2 separate regions of the Anser cygnoides genome follow, and region 1 is linked to region 2. A link is a contact called in public Hi-C data. All regions are on one chromosome and are shown on one strand. The core of a region is the stretch at or near the end of the contact, and the rest is flanking DNA. Distances in the headings are between cores, read along the strand shown. Region 1 has its middle 43 kb from the start of KIF20B. Region 2 has its middle 5.5 kb from the start of HECTD2.

Region 1 (5,959 bases), core at 2,200-4,699, 350 kb after region 2:
GAGTTTGCTGGGTTTTTTTTAACAACTAAGAAGAATGCCTCACACTTAATATCAGATCAGGACTAGCAAGATTCATCCCTGCCAAATGAGGATTAAGTGTCTTTTTCAAATGCCTGTGAGCATAGAGGTGTCTCTGTAAAGCAAGCCTTCTTAGAAACTCAGTCATTGCCCTCATTTCAACACCTAGCGATACTCAAAGCTTCAAAGATGCTTTTCAAACACTCTCCTATCACAGAAGCAGTGTACTTAGGGGAGTAAAAACATGATCTTTTTGATCTTTTCTCCAAACGTCTCTTCCTCATAAACATCTTAAATCCTAAAGAGATATATAGACACAACATGTCCACGTTGGTGTGGATGATAAAGCCAGAGCTTCTCATGGGAGAACGAGAGGATGTCAACCTGCACAGCAGTCTATAGCTTTAAGTAACAGCTGATCTGTTACCACAGACGATCACATCTTTCTCCCAGTGAGGAAACACCAGAATCCGTGGTTGTAACATTCATTTCAGAGAAGAAGGTTATGACCAGAAGTGTGCAGAGCACAGTTTGAGACCTCCAAGCACCTCCCACGTTTAGAAGTCAAATCATATTTCTACAAGGTCTAAATAATTGATCAAAAAAAGTAACATTACATTAAATACTGAGTCTGGTAGAGCTGGGATTAAATGCAGGTAATTTCATTCTGCTTACAACTGAGCAACAGAGAGCTCAGAGACTCTGCAGAAATGACAAGTGAACAAACTTCTCTGTTCCTTTGCTGACTGTTGAGCAGTGCCCATGGCCAGCCTTTGGGTGACAGCACTGTCACAGCTCAGAGGGCTGTAGCTAAAGAGCCACCGCTGTCTAGTTAGCAAACACCTAGTAGCAAAAGAGCAGCACTGAAAAGTTAGGTAGAAATGATGCCTCTCTTGACCTCATCGCCTTGCAAAGCCTAAGCTCAGATGGAACCTAGTGATGGCACACTGTCTTAAAAAGTTGTCAACAGCTTTGAGAGATAATTTAAGTTAAAATGGTTAAGTGTCAAATGCTGTGAAAGTGATAGAACTGCTATATTAAATTCTTTATTTTTTTTTAATTAAGCAACTTGTTTTCCCCAGCTGTTGTGCATTATGAAAACACACAGAAGTAAGTCAAGTCTGAGACTCACCAAACACCCTATATGACATTTTGTAAAAGGTCAGTTATGTAGCAGCAAACCACATAAGATTGTAGTAAATGTACAACTACTTTTTTTGCACAGCGGAAGCCAGCAATTAGGCTGTTCTCATAGTAAAAATGCTATTTTAAAAATAGTGCTTCTGTGGTGTAATTAAATGTGTCTTGAAGTGTCCAATACTGATGTTAACATCTCCTGGAACAAGTAGTTCACTCTCACCCCTCCAATGCCTTTGCCTCTAATGTCACGTGGTCAATAACTTGCAGTCTTCTGGAACAGAAATATTTGCAAATAATTTGCAAGTTGCAACTGATCAGTCACCGATCATTTCAAGTCATAGTGTTTCATTTTGCAATTTGGTCATGAGACATTCTGCTGTACAATTTGGTATTTTTAGGTTGTAAAATAACCCAAAGTTTGTTTCTCAGGAGAGTCCTTATTCACTCAAAAACAAAACAAGTTTATAGCACTTAAAACATGCTTGAAGTCCCTCTAGAGGAACCGTTTTTGTTTTGTGTCAACATCTCTGGGGAAAAATAAAAATCCAACTTACTGTAAATCTCTAAGTATTAAAATCAGCAATTCCAGAAACAGACTCTTCCTTAGAGAAACTGATATCCTATGCTTTCTCTTAAACCTTGGAGGACCTCTATTTCTGCCTAATGAATTTTTTCAGTGTGAATTTCTCTTGTAAGAAAGATAAAGGATTAGTGCATAAACTCCTCTGAAATGTTAGCCTGCAGCAAGAGATGAACAGGCTACAGTAGGCATCAGTACATACGAACCAATTCTTTATCTCAACCCTGAAAACCACAGTTTTAAGTTTTCACTGAAATGATCTAGAGGTATAATCAGTTTATGATAAATAACATTTTCTGTTATTAAAATTGACAAAAACAATGGGGAAGACAAAACCTAGCAGTGTTTGACTAGAGAAACAGATAAGACGCAATATCGGTAGGGAACTGAAGGGCTTATCTTGATAGTGGTGTTCTGGTAGTCTTCTGCTGCGGTTTCTGATGCTTGCATGTGTGTACATAATACTACACAGCTGAAACAAGGCTAAAGGCCTTATTTATGTGCCTGTGAGACAGTGTGCTTGCTGATAGCTTCTGACAGACTTGGTAAATGGTTTCACTTTATGGGACTTCACAGAATTTAATGATGAAACTGATGCCACTTCTGTAAACATACAGCTGTCATTAATAATTCTGCACTTCTCTGAGAGAAGTTTGAGGAGGAAGTCTTAAAGGTTGTTACAGTTACAAACACATTTACCTGGGAACAGCACTAGACATTCATTTAACAATTTCACCTATGGACTTCTCTTGAGCTTGCACATCTGGCTTTACAAGCCAAGGTAGGCTTTGAAAAGTGTGCAGCATTATTTTAACTGCTCCAATTGGAATTAGCAGCAAGAAATCCTATTCCTATTGGCTTCCACAGAAGATTGAGGTCAACTCTGAAATTCCTCCCTCTCCATGAAATCCTGCTGTGAGAAACCATACAATAGAAAAAAAAATAATTTAAGGTTTCTTGTAGAAGCCAGATGGACCACAGATGGAATGTGGTACTGAACCAGCAGCAAATCAGGTGCTGAAGGAAGCTCAGCTTTATTACAGTCACTGGCTATGAATTATAGCTGGATAGGAATTACATGCTTGCAGTAAAATGAAGAAGAATATAGAGCCTTTGGTTACTCTGTGCATCTGCTCAAACAGTTGAATTTTCTGAATATATACAAGAAAACTGAAAAAAAAATTAAAGCATTGTACACGCTAGGTGCCAGTATAGGGATGTTCAGAGGGTAGTCCAGCTTTTGACTTTAGATGGTTCAGAAGAACTTTGATTACATACTTTTCAATTAATTCAAGTAAAGGAAGCAGCACAGAAACCTAAATTGGTGAACTACATATTGAAACCTAACATTAGCAGTACAATTCTAAGTAGGGTGGGTACGTGAAGGTAACAGATATTTTATGGTTGAAGAACTGTAGAACATGCATCTCCAGCAGTGACAGAGGTATGACACTGAAACCGCTGCAACAGAGATTCTCACCACAGCTGACAAACTCAGAAGCTGAGGAATTTACCACCATGAGGGATTTACCACTACCAACAGTGCAAGTCAGCACCCCTTCAGCTCCTTCAGGGGAATCACAGCACTACATCATGGAGCAGGCCTCACCTGGCCTGTGCTGAAAACTGCGGAGTCCCAGACTTCTGCAGCCTTCCAGACTTTTAAGTGTCTGACATGAAATGTGTCCTGAAGAAGAAAATCATATATAACAGAGCTGTATGCTTAGTGGTGGTGCGCACGTGTAATATTCATTGCAGTAGGGAAAAACTGTTGAAGTAGGTCTTTTAGTAAAGAGATGGAATATATTTCACCAACATCTCGTTCTGCACTTTCTACAAAACTTGGTTAAGCGTGATGGGAAGTGGATTAGTTAACAAAAACCAACAAACGACAAAAAACACGTTTCTGCCCTCCCTCCCCTCCCAGCTAAGGATCGCAGTTGCAAGCGCCGAGGCGAAGCAGAGTGCCTCAGCGCCATCTTGTGGGGACGGCGCTGTTGTAGGGAAGGCTCGAGTTAACCGGGCCTGCAGATGCACGTACTCACCCAAGCAGGCACATTTTTTCTTGATTTTGGTTCTTTCACAGCACTAATCAAGTTGCAAGAACATTCAAGTACTTGCATGTTATAGGAAACTATCCTGTGACTGAAGAAACACCCCCAAAATACTCTGCTTCTCAGAGAAGCGAGCAAAAAAAAAAAAAACTAAATCCATGCTCTAACTTCTGGAGAGTTACCCTCATTTAGTGAACTGTCTGATCACATTGCCACTGCTCCTCCCTGTTTTCTTTTGCCAAAGGAAAGCCTGAGATCTATGAAGTAGTGCCTTCCAGTAGAATTAGCCTTCCAGAAGGCTTTGCTATGACCATAATCAGGGTGCCACGAGGAGGGGAAAAACGAAAATCGTTCATCCCCCAAATTAGCCAAAGTTAAGCAAGGAATAGTCTTTTCAAGATGTGACTTACCCATTGAAAAAATTAGACAGCCTGATACAACTATAACACATGCTATTTTCTAAGCATTATCCCCTATAGCATGACATGCTTGAAAGGAACTATTCAGTGACAGACATGTTCAGGAACATTTATTAAAACAAACTGCTTGATCAATTGTTGGAAGCTTATTCTCTCTGAAAAAAATGTGTTTTTTTTTTCTTTTTCCAGCCAATATCAGGTATTATTTCACAGTGTTGCATCACTTGCTGTGTGAACACTTACTTTGTAACATGCACTTAATGACCAAATACTATAACAGCTCCTTTGCAACCTTTGAAAGTAATTTTTCTTCCTAGGAGAGAGGTGTATGCTGACAGGTGATTTAAAGTGGCTCCAGCTTGCTGCTGCTCACATAAAAATGGTATTTCACTACCTTCAAATTTAAAACTAAATTGAGAGATCGAGAGACAATAGTGTGCCTGTACAAAACACTTAGCAGAACTCTGGTGTTAAATCTGAAATTGAAATGTTCCACACTACATAAGTTTCCTTCTTTGTATGGGAAACAACAAAAAGTGAGGCTAAGCTTGTTATTGAAGTTACAGTGATCTAAGCTTATTCTTCCTGGGAAAAGGAAACTTCATTTTAAGTATCAGAATTTCTCAATACATGAAAACAATCAATACCAAACTACATTGTCTTATTTCAGATAGTTCTAGAAACTAGATCTCCTCAAATTTGGAAAAAAAATAGGGGAAGTTACTATTGCTACCCCAAGAGACTTTCCTTTGTGCGATTTGAGTTCTCTTAGGATATCAGTACTGCTTGACCCAGTTTCATAGTTAGAAGCTCTTCTCCTCTTCAGCTGATGCACAAGATGCATCACACAACACCGTTGGGTTATGCCTTCCTGCAGATGGAAAAGTTCAGGAGACAACAAGGAAGATTTAAATATCAGATGTCTTCTCTTTACTCCAAGCCAAACAATTAAGTTGAACAGAAAGGTTAGAATAAATGAAGAGGTATATTCATGCTCAGCTTTTACTTAACTACAGTATTTATCAGCAAAAGTCAGAAGACGAAGATGTTCTAAAACACCTTTTTGCTTAGTCCTCCAGAAGAGGAGCTGAAAGGAGGATGATGTCAAGCCAGCTATAATCCTGGCTAAGAAAAGGTATTTCCTGTTACTTCCAAAGAATTGAAAGTGAACATTTTGATATATTATAGCATCAAACAAGTGCTTTCCTAGTGGTTTTTTTTTTTTTTTTTTTTTTTGAAAACATCACATTTTTACAGTCACATACTTCCTCCTCATGAGGGAACTGATAATCCTGACATGGACAATGGAGTACACAGAGCATGATTCATTTTCTAGGCTAACATATAGGCTCAACCTTCAACAGCTTGTAGGAAGTAAGTACAAAAATCATTATCCCTTGACCAAAGAAAGCAAAGAGAACGTGTTACCTCTGCAGATATTAGAAATTCCTAATCATGAAGTATGATGACCACATCTACACTTATGAATTTAATTCAGTGCAGTTTTTACAATTACAGAGGCTATCCTAGCAATAAAATACCCTAGAGTAAGTGAAATAGACAAATATTAAAATTGTGTGCATAAGTACAGGTACTGTAATGCTCAGTACTCAGTGAATATGTTAGAAACACCTATTCAAATGGCTTCCAGAAAGAACAGCTTTCTTTCTGGAAAAATATAGCTTCCATATAGCTCAGCAACACTGTTGAGCTTCTAATACTAAGTACGAGAATTTAGAAAAGTTGAC
Region 2 (5,920 bases), core at 2,199-4,698:
TGCTGGTCCGATCAAGCAGGAGGAGACCTTGACAATTTATTTTAGAATTATTCACAAACATATTCCTTCTATCCAAAGAGTTTGAGTCGTCAGGAAGGGGAAAAAGTCAACTGCACATCTCTGCACAATGACGTGGCCAGGCACAGACCGGCACAGGAATGACAGATGGAAACTAACTAACTGCTAACATTTGTTCACAAACGATTAGTAAATGCTTACAAGTAATAGATACACTCGCAGAGACTGGCATTTGGGAATGATGCGCGCACACACACAAAAGGCTTAATTTCCTGGCTAGTATTTTCATGACAAATAATTGAGTGTACCTGGTCACATGTTCCTCTGCAGTTAGAAGTCAGAATGCAACCATAGCCAAATTCAGCCCTGGTTTAACACAGGAACAGTAGGGGTGGTTTTAGCCCTTAGTGGTTATTATTATTAATGATTAATGATAATTATAATAATTAATGATTATAATAATTAACGGGGGGGGGGGGTGCAGGGCTTGTCTAGTTTTGGCTGGCCCTCAAATGCTTTACTAGTGTTTGCAGGAATGTCAGAGATCCTTGATGCAAGCCGACATAGCTGACATGTCAGGAATTGAAGTGGCCTTTGTCCTTTAGAAAAGATAGGCTGAATTTTTGTTTGGTTGCTGATACACTCTTGTCACACAGCTATTCTGTCTTTCTTTCTTATTGAGCAGTACTTTTTCTTCCTTATCATACTCTGAATATCTTACACACTTCCTAGTACAAAAATATTTGGACCTTCAGCAGATGTGTGCTTTATGAGATGGACCCTGAGTGGGCGCAAGGGGAAGCACAGGATGGCTGAAACATTGAAAGGGGAAGCAAAAGCTGGAGACAACCCATTTCCTCTCTATGGGAGTAGGAGAGAGATAAATGGTTGGGAGTTTTCCAACACAACAGGTTTTCGGCAAAACATTTCAGTTTCAACAGAAAGACCTGATTCATTGAAATAGAAATGTTTTACAAAAAAGCATCTTTTTCAGTGACCTTTTAACAGAACTCAGGCAGGATGCCACTGAAACCCACCCGTTACTCTGCCGACTCAGTTGGAGGCCTCACCATACGTGCCATGTGAATCATGTCAAAATCAGAGACCACACGACTTCTGAACTCCCGAGCTGCTCTACCCTCCCATGCCACCTGCCCACATCACCTTCTAGGGAAGATGGAAGTCCATGTCTGCCCACAAGTCATACCTGGTCCAAGACATCCTCAGGGTTCATAAGGATGATCCCAGTCTTGCCTGACCTCCCTTGTTGGCAGCTGTCCTTTTCCCTTGAAGTTGGACTAAGGCGTAAATTTTTGAAATTTTGTCCTACGGAATCCAAATGATTGTAAATCCATCTGCCATTGTTGACAAGCTAGTCGATTCATGGTTAGTATTCTTGCTGGGAAGAGGAATTTATGTCAAGCTTGAGCTTGTCTTAGTCTACCTTTTCATCCCTGGATCAGGTGCCTTTACCTGTAAGGCAGAAAAGCTCCCTCTTTTCCAGGGGCACGTGCACAAGGTGCACTCAAGCTCTCTCCAGCTAAGTCTGCATAATTTCCCCTACGATGAACATTAGATGTACTGATCTAAGGTCTCGCTTACCTTTTGTCTATTCTCCTCTGTTCAGAATTTTTTTAAAGAGTTTACAAACATTTAGGAAAGTGGTGCAGAGACCTCCTCAGCTAATTCATCTGAGGCACTTAATGCAAATTACTGAGGTGTTGTTTTGACTCATCAGATACTCAGTTATACCTTTCTCTTTTGTAAATGGTAAAGTTTTGGTTGAAGATGCATCATCCGACGGGATACATCCTTCTTGTGCTTGCCTAGTACACAGAAAGAAAAGCTAATACGCAGTTCTGCCTTTTCAGCCTCATTACATTTGCATTTCAGGTTCCTCGTCATCACTGGCTGGTGCAATACAGTATTTGTACCAGCAAACTGTAAAAGGCTTGTGGTCACTGGTGCCTAGGCAACAGCTGATTTTTTAGGTCAGTGATTAACCCTTTTTTTTTGTCTACTGGAGCAAGCTGAATATTAAATTACCCCTTGCCAGGGAACAGGACCTTTGGGTTGAAAGAAATCATTGGCCTATATTTTTAGAAACACAGTGGATATTTTAGTGATGTCCAGAGTTAGGTTATCTGTGATAACTCACTGGATGCAAACGCTAGGAGAGACTACTAGAGAAAAATTCACCAAGCGAAGAGAGTGAACTTAGAAACTACACGACTTTTATTAGGGTTTCTCTTTTTCTCTCCTGAAAAGTGGTGTTAGTTAGGAATGGCTTTTGTCCTGACTATATTTTAATCACCATATTCAATCTTTAAACTTCAGTCTTCAGTTAACTTCACTTGAAATCTTATGAGACATAGCAGTAGGATAATCTTCCCCCAGGGACTGCAAGGGACAAAAGCCGAGGCTAGGAGATACCATCTGTCTTTGTCATGTCCAACCTGGAAATTATTTTTAAATGGTATAGAGGCAGATACTAGACACAGGATTTTAGCCTGTTTCTATTCAAACATGAAATAGTAATAATAATAAAGTATACCATGCTAAAGAGGAGATGGTCTGAGGCAGTATGTAATTTTTAATTCAGAAAGTTGCTTGTATACCTTTGTCATCATACAACTCATAAAATTAAAAAATACTAATTAGAATTAAGATTGCTGTTCAGTGTGGCTTTGCAGACCTTTGTATACTTCCTGGGCTATGTGACCAGCCTGATCTGCTTTAAAAAAGTGAACGTCCATGAACTGAAGCAATAGTGGGAGGTAAAAGGTAAATCATTTCAATCTGCTTGTCCTCTCTGCTTCTGAGGCTGAGCAGAAAGGAGCAGAGCCGGGAGAAGGTCGGCGGAGGCCGAGGCTGCAGCTGCCTCCAGCATCTAGCCCAGGCTGCAGACCAGGGCTCGCAGTGAGCACAGAGAAATGTTCGGGTTTTGAGCCTCGAAAATAAGAAGTGTGGGATCGGGTTAGGTATGCAGTTCTTTGCACATCTTGGAAACTGTTAGGGCAGATGACAGGGCTACAGTTCACCTCGTAGGGTGATTTACTGTGGCAGGACTAAGAGCTGGGTGCTTGAAGGCTGCTGAGCATTTCATACCTTTAATGCATTATCTGGTGTTCCCTCTGTAATGTCGGAATGTGACCGGCTTCGTCGTGTTTCCTATTTCTTTTTAAAGACAATAACTAACTTTTATAAATGGAAGTCCAAGCAACTTGCAGTGGCCTTGAATCTCGCAGGGAAGAAGGGACGGGCAGCCCCAGAACACTGACTAAAATCAGAGGGGTGGGTCAGATACTGCCCCCACCCTCAGAAAGGCACAGTTCTTGCTGGTGAAATCTGCCTTGCGTTTCAGGCTGCTCTGTAAAGTAAACCAGCCCTGCTCGTTTTGTGTTGCTACAAGCCTCCGGGAACCCAAAGCGTAGGGGGGCCTCTGCTGCTGGATGCTGGTAGGGCTGTCGCTGCAGTGGAGCAAGCCCTGAGGATGTTTCTCCCCAGATCCTGCTCCTCACACGCAGCTGCAGGCAGGTGTGGATCCACCTGCAGCTCTGCCTTACAGCCGCCTGCGGGACACGTCCTCGGGCAGCGCAGGCTCTGGCACCAGCAGCTCCCTGTTCTCTGACTAACTTCTTTCACAGAAATACTCATCTTCAACCAAAACTTGCTCCATCCTAAACAGCCTCTATTCCAGTAAACCTCCTTTTCAAACTTAAAGCACAAAGTCCCATCGGTGTGTGTGGAACAAAAGGAGTGATGCTAACACAACTAAATATAATGGCAACTGAGTTTACTTACTAAATGAACAAATAATGCTGTTTTGCTTCTGTGGTTTTCAATCATCATGTTCAGAGGAAATGTTCACCCAGTGGTTAATAATCATGTTTTCTGCCCTTGTCCCATACAGAATTCCTCTATAAAAGAAATAGAATTCCTCTATAAAAGAAGTGGTGTTTAACTTGAGTGGTAGAAACTTTGTAAAAGCAAAGCATTGTTCTAGATAATAGCACTGCTGTATATGACCTCTTCCCGAGTAGTTCTCTTTTAAGAAATGTTTCCTATTTGTACTTTACCCGCACTTACTCTCCTTAAAATAAATAAATAAATAAATAAAGCTTACAAAATTGCTCACAAAGATCTTCCCCTCTGCATAACCTTGTAGACCCTCACTGGGTCTGTAGACCCACGCTATGTGGAGTCCCCAAGACACAAAGCAAAGGAGTAAAGAATCCTGGCATTAAACACTTCTCGTGTGTAGATAAGAGATACTGAAACTAACAGCTATACCAGGTCCCTCTATAAATTATTACTAGTCTTGAAACTCAAAACTCTCTTCCAAAAATAAACCTGAAGGCTTTTTTTCTTGAGAGTGGCTTCATCTCACAGTGTCATTGGCCAGTGCCGGTGTGTGAGCAGAGCATCACTTCCCTTTTCCATCTGGGTGATGGAAGGGGCTCATCCCGTTCCTCCACCTTGCACTCTCTGACCTCTCTGGAAGAAGAAGTGAGCAGAGGGGAGGTGTTGCGGAGCTTCCTGTAGACCTCTGACCCGTGGAAGAGGCAGATAGCAAGATGGGTGCAGATCTGCCCTGTGCTGTGAAGCACAGAGGGGTGAGGAAGTGGCTGTGCATATAGCACCATCTCCCGTATTTTCAGCTGATACTGCAGAATGCACTGTTACTGAGTACAGAGGTGTCTGATTTACTGGAGATCACAGCAGGAGTACAGACTCCTTCCCAAAACAGTGCTGCCAAGTTATAATGTCATTTGTATTCAGCTAAGTCGTTCTATTTATAATAACCTTTCAGATGACCCAGTCATATACTTGGTGCAGCACTTCTAAAGAAGGTGATTACTTTCTGTCTTTCCAGCGTATGAGGTAGTGTACTATATAAATACTGCAGCTTAACTACCGTCTATTTAGAATGTCAGTTAGGATCAGGTAGTGTTTATAAACTCTGGATTTTTCACAGTTTTTATCCAGGACTTTTCAAATTTGCATCAGGCTGAAACTTGGCATGTAAGCTGTCAGCACAGATGCTAATTTTATTCCAAAAAGTGTGTTAAAGCTATTAAAGGTGTCAAATGGCTTATTTATGCAGTAGTTGCAGATGTCTTAGTTTTTTGGCTCTTTTAACTATATAAAAGCTTACCGTATCACCTTCCTCCCTCCCTCCATTCTCTAACCCTACAGCCCTGATCAGTGAGGAATAAGACAGGTAATAGCACTGTAGTAATAACCCAAGGGCAGTGTCCCTTGACAAAATTTGTTAGTAACACTCATTTGTGGTGAAATAGAACTATCCTTGTGTATTCACCATAAGGGAAAAAAAAAAAAAAAAAGACAAAACACCTGAAGTGAGTACAACAATACCAAAAGTGATGACATATTGCTGACAAAATCCTCAGCACCATGGAGGGCCTCTAATGCTCCCATGTAGGCAAGGAAGAGCCTCCTCTGAGTGATTGCTGCAGGGCACTGCTCTACATCCACAATCACATTTACTGAGTATTGAAGTCCAAGGCATCACAGTTAAGAAAACAGATCTATGCCAACAAATGTTACGTTCAGCGATCTACAACACTGTTTGAATGGCCAAAAACTGCCCCTCACATAATAAACCAGACATATAACCACAGGTAAAGCAAATTGCTCCATTTCGCACAGGTAAAAAAATGTCTTCTGCCGCATTCTGAAGTTATCAAATCTGAGTTCTAGTAGGCTAGCAAATGAAATCAGGAGATTATAAAATATGGGACAGGGTGCCCTGCCGACAGTGGCAGAAGAGGGCAGGTTAGTGTAAACATGTTGTACACCCTGCTCGCTTTCTTTTCTGAGCACCTTGGAAGACAGGAGGGGAGAGAGAACACAGCTAACGAGGTCCCATCTGGTCAGG

The links. Hi-C and Micro-C count contacts between places; a contact is called where the count stands out from the background.
Region 1: a Hi-C map of granulosa cells shows a contact between it and region 2, with 1.6 times the contacts expected there. The contact joins two enhancer-like sites. A contact is called at or near these places in 2 of 7 Hi-C or Micro-C datasets (granulosa cells and liver).

Annotation. Positions count from the first base shown.
Region 1 is chr7:17,988,627-17,994,585 of Taihu_goose_T2T_genome, forward strand. No RefSeq gene overlaps it. Among named protein-coding and RNA genes, the nearest start is that of KIF20B, 43 kb to the right of the region's middle. Within about 2 kb of position 3,450, at least 1 of the 3 cell types and tissues checked has open chromatin away from gene starts, as enhancers often do.
Region 2 is chr7:17,634,528-17,640,447 of Taihu_goose_T2T_genome, forward strand. No RefSeq gene overlaps it. Among named protein-coding and RNA genes, the nearest start is that of HECTD2, 5.5 kb to the left of the region's middle. Within about 2 kb of position 3,449, at least 1 of the 3 cell types and tissues checked has open chromatin away from gene starts, as enhancers often do.